Linked DNA regions of Zeugodacus cucurbitae: region 1 is linked to region 2. A link is a contact called in public Hi-C data. All regions are on one chromosome and are shown on one strand. Each heading gives the region's core, a stretch centred on a gene start, on an enhancer-like site or on the middle of the called end of the contact. The rest is flanking DNA. Distances are from core to core; before and after follow the strand shown.

Evidence for each region. Hi-C and Micro-C count contacts between places; a contact is called where the count stands out from the background.
Region 1: a Hi-C map of whole body shows a contact between it and region 2, with 8 times the contacts expected there. The contact joins the promoter of LOC105220063 here to the promoter of LOC105219619 in region 2. A contact is called at or near these places in 2 of 2 Hi-C or Micro-C datasets (both in whole body).

The regions. Positions count from the first base shown.
Region 1 is chr5:45,986,086-45,988,785 of idZeuCucr1.2, reverse strand. It overlaps LOC105220063, which reads left to right and starts at 1,325. Exons shown (of 4, transcript XM_054231718.1): 1 at 1,325-2,122. The coding sequence starts at 2,116. The region is part of intron 1 of LOC105219872 (probable serine/threonine-protein kinase yakA); the gene reads right to left.
Region 2 is chr5:45,816,383-45,819,082 of idZeuCucr1.2, reverse strand. LOC105219619 reads left to right here and starts at 1,356. Exons shown (of 3, transcript XM_011195890.3): 1 at 1,356-1,830.

The sequences.
Region 1 (2,700 bases), core at 76-2,575, 170 kb before region 2:
ATATGAGAGTTTGTTTAGATTTGTAACAAGTAATAAAATAAATTATTAACCAAAAAATATTAGTGTTAAATTTTTCAGGAGGGATTTTTGTTTAATTTTGTTAGAATAAAAAAAGAAATATTATAAAATATTGAACAATAAATTTATTAAACTCATTGTATTTTGAAGAAAGTGACTATCCGAATATCATAAGTATTTTATTTAAATATTGGTTTAAACAAAAGCTATATTATTTCAATATTCATTGAGTTGGAATTTGTTTGAATTTAAAATTGTCAAATTTGTATAATGCTCTTTATATTTTTGTATGTGTTATGTAAATGTATTTGTCTATTTGAGTGCATAATCATCGAATAGCACACACCCACACGCATACAACCGAAAATCATGCATAATCTATTTACAGTTAAGTGTATATAAAATTAATCGACGAATGGCAGACAAACTAACAACAGACAAGGCCAGCAGGTAACCTCTGCAACGGCATACTGGTGCGCGGAAGAAAGAGAGCAAACGTGCGCGCAAAAGAACCACCAACATAAACTGATGAATGCGCAATTATATACAAAAACCTATGAATGTATGTCTGCATGTCTGCACGTATCTTGTCTCTTTGTCTTCACTATAGCCATATGTATTTTAGATTTGCCTTCCGCTCTAACCTTACCTTACCACGCACACACTAATTGAAGTGAGTAGAAAAGGCAGTAAATATACTCAGTGAACTACTCACTCACTCAATAGACACGCAGGTACTATGCTACGCGCATGTGTGTGTGTATACTCGTATATTTGCTGAGCGACGACGATCGCATTGCCATATGGCTATGGGTAAATTGAGTAAAAATGAGATCATTGGATTAGGTGAGAAGACACAACACAATACAACAATGGACAGAAGAAGAACCGTAATAACAAACACATGCAGACACACCTACAAACGTCATATAGACACATACACACACACACACACACACACACAGTGAGGTGCACGTAGCCGCAGCATTGTTGCTTTCTTTTATGAACGACGGTGGTGGTTTGTATCTCACCGATCGTGCTTTAATGTACGTACATATGTGTGTGTGTGTGTTGGTTAGTCATCAGCAATTGTCGGTTGTCTGGTCGGTCTGGTATTGCCCGGCCTGCTGGCTTGGCCGGCAAAGGCACACATCACACACACATACACAAGCAAACAAACGTTAGCGTAATCATGTCGTTGCTTGTGTTGTTGTTATTGTTATTTTTGCTACAATTGTAGTGGTAGTTGTAAGTAGTGTCGTTGCTGTCTCGGCATTGGCAGTGTCGGTGTGGCGCAGAAAAGTTACGGTCGACGTTTATGGCTAAGGTTTGATCAGTCTGATTCAACAGTTTGTGCCGTAAGGAAGTGTGCAGCACTACTGAACGGAAGTCACTTGGGGAAAAAGTTTGAAAATTGTTAATTACACATCTACCTACAGCGACACTGTTAGACATTATGCGTCTAGCAAAGTGACATAGTTCAAATTCAATAAAAAGCAAAAACAAAATCAACGTATTTCGGACTTTAGTAGAGCGTTAATTATTTAAACCAAATCGAAATAAAATTTTTGTGTGTTTCTGAAAGACTGACAGTAAAGAAAAAGTAATTAAATAAGAAATAAAAAAAGTGTTAAACTCAACGAGCGAGCGAAAGTAACTGTATAACATTGAAATCAAACAAAAATCAGCAAACCGAAAATAATAACAACAACATTGCCGTCGTTGTGCGAAATTGAAAATAAAGAAATTGAAAATTGAAAGCCACGCTCAATACCTTGCTTAATTTGCGAAATTAACACATTCTTGTGAAATTGCCTAATTCAATGCAGATTTATAACACAAAGTAGCTTGCTGCGTATAACAAAAAAAAAAATAAAAACAAAAATACATACATAAATTAAAGTAAAACGCGCACTTGTTGTTATCAACCGGCGTTTTGTACGCGACAACGCGTCTTTAAAGTGAAGTGTCGTGACACTCGAAACAACAATTGCCTTAGTCATTTATCGATATTTGACTAATAGCACGCCCAGTGCGCAGCCAATTACTCCACGTGGACGAGCAGCGAAAGATTTTTACGAATTTACTTGGATTAGTATGCGGTGTGTGTATTGCTTTTGATTTGTTGTTAAATTTAAGTTCGTTTTTATTTATTTTTCTCTGTTCATAGCTTTATCTAGTACAGCAAAGTTATTTTTATATTTATTTATTTACTTGGAAGTTAGTTTATTTTTGGCTATGAGCATATTTTTGTTTTGCTTATCAGTTCATTGAAAGTGCATTCGTACGAAATTGAAAGGTTGAGGCGTTTATTCATTGATAAGTTGATTTATTTTTATGTACTTATGTATGTATATGAGATTTATGAGTATGGAAAGAAATTATTAATTGATAGGTGGTGTTTCCCAATAAGTTAATGAAAAAAATTGGTAATGGTAAAGTGTAAAGACAGTGTTGAAAGTATAATTTTAATGAAAGTGATGGGAAATTGAAGTTGTAGAAGCAATATTTGAATGGAATATTATTAAAAATTACCTGAGTAGATAATAGGGATATAAAAAATATAAATAGTAAATTAAAAATTTAAAACAAAAATTTGAAACAAAAAATGCGTTAATTTCGAAAACTACTAATTAAATTTTTGAATTTCAAAAATAATATTTTGTGAAAATATTAACAAGC
Region 2 (2,700 bases), core at 107-2,606:
ACTCTAAGTTGATTTGGATATATTTGTCTGGATGTGGGTATGTATGGTTGTGTTCCAGTATGTATGCATGTGTTTAAATTACACTCAATACTTGTACTCTAATGTAAATAGTTAGAGCCATGTATGCAGACTATTGTATGCATTGAAATGTCACCGCCCCTCTCCAACCGCTGCTTGTTGGCAATTCACTTGCTTATTGGCTGCTCAGTATAGCGACGTCACGAGACAATGGAATGCATGTAATAGACAACAATAACATATAGATACATATGTGTGTGTGTGCATACTTGATGAATGCAATTACAACACCTACACGTATAATCATGATAAACGCAGGTAAAAAGTACACTCACACAAATACATACATATGTATATGCATAAATATATGTGAGGTAAAGGTATGGTTCTTGAGCATAATTGTGCATTTATGTGCTTGTAACTAGCACTTACAACAACTTTCTACGGCGAGCCATCGCACTCAAGCGGTGGGAGAGCGTAAACTGCACACTTATATGTATACGTAGGCCGGAGCTATTAGTGAGCGGTTAAGTAAATATTTTATTACTCACCAGCCCACTCAATACTCACAGCTAAGTTACAATAAACGTAGGCACGGTCTCAAAATAAATAGTTACACACATACATGCAAACATATACTCTACTCATAGCAAGAGGCTTGTGCCCTGGGGGTGTCGTCTCCATAGATAGCTGCTGCAGAGTGTAAGTAGAGTGCGATTATAAGGTAATCAAATATTTTGAGTTGCCAAGAATAACATTTACCTAGCAATAAATGTGTGCTATAAAGTAGTATATATGTATGTATTTGTAAGAGTATAACAACAAAGCCGGCCATGCAGACGTTGCAAGCGGAAAATGCCGATGAGTAATTGCAATATACGCGCGCGTTTTTCTGCATTATTTTTTTGGACGCTAGTTAGCTAAAATGAATGGACCGATAGACAGACAGCACTCACATTTCACACACGCACCTACGCACACACATATACATATAAATATATATATATATACCGTCATATATCCGCTTGCAGCCATAAACACCTACCCATTTCAGCTATGATTTGCTGTTACTCTTATTATTTGTTGTTTTTGTTTTCATTTATACATTTGACTCAGTCGCTTATGCTTGCACTCATTGCTCGCAAGTAACTCTTATCCGTAATTGTGATGGAGACTCAAGCCGGTCGCAAAGTAAGCGTGTCACGCTGACTAACGCGCTGCCTGTTTATTTGTACTCGAGCGTGCGCGTGTGTTTGTGTGTGTGTGTGTAAACGCTGCTGCATGCCGGCAGCTCATAAGAGAGTCAGCATTCAAATGCTATACGTTAGTGCCTATAAAGCCTGCGAAACGTAAGCAACGATATTATTAAGTATTAAAACGACACATGAGCAACACGCAGCTCGGAGCAAAAAAAAATTAAAATAATAATAATCAAAGTATTAATAATAGTAATTGAAACGAACGAAATAAGCATTAAGTAAAAGAGAAAATATATTAAATTATTAACACGTTATTAAATAATACAATTACAAAGGCGTTGTGAAATTAATAGCAATACAAGTTATATACTATATATATTTATTAATTGTAAACTACGTAATATAAAGGAATTTCTAGACAAGAATAACGAAAATTTCAACTTGTTAAAACGCACGTGTGCTTCCGATAAAGATAAACGTTTAAAAAAATCGCAAAAAATCTCAATATACAACGCCACTACCGATCAGCGCAGTACAAGTGAAGAAGCGAAGCAGTAAAGTAACTGCCACTGCAAAAGCAGCAACTAACAGTATTTTTTATAAGAGTTCAAAGGTAAGATTGCAGGATTATGTGAAGTAATTTTGTTTAAAATTTAATCTAAAAAGCTTTGCGTGCGGTGTTTAATATAATAAATTATAAAAAAATAATTTTTAAAATGAACTAATAAATAAATAGAATAAATAAAAAAAAAAAATATTTAAATAAAATAAAATTTAAATAAATGCTGAACACAGGATTTACAATCAGAACATAACGATGAAATTGAATAGTGTAAAATGTTATTAAGATTATTAAGAAAAAAAAAAACAAATATTTTCCAAATTTTCAAAAATATTTTTTTTATTAAACAAATTTATGTGAAACAGTTTTTAAAATAATTAAATATTAAAAATCTTCAAAAATAAGGTTCTTCATAGAATAAAGTTCAGTGTAAATTTTTTTATAATTAAATATTATAATTCTACAAAAATAATTTTTTCTTAAAATAAATTTGAGTATAAACTTTTTTTAATAAAATAAATTTCTGTGGATCATTTATAAAATTAATTAAATTTAAAATACATGATTTACATAAATTAATTGTTGTGGAATACTAAAAAATAGTTTCAAATGTAAATTTTATGAAAAAATAGAAATTCACAAAGAAATGTAAAGTAAAGAAAATAATTTTCTGAACTGGTTAATAAAAATAATATCTGCAAGCAGCTTTCAGAATTTTCCCGAAAAAACAGCAACAACAATGTCGTTACACCCGCAAAATATATATGCGTATATAGGTCAACATTTCACCTTTACCTTCAAAAAATTTCCAAAAAAAAGTTTTAAATCAAAGACATTAAAAAAAAAACAACAACAAACAATGGTTACTTCCAAACAATAACGACCTTTCATACCATTTTAATGACAAATACATGGTTATTA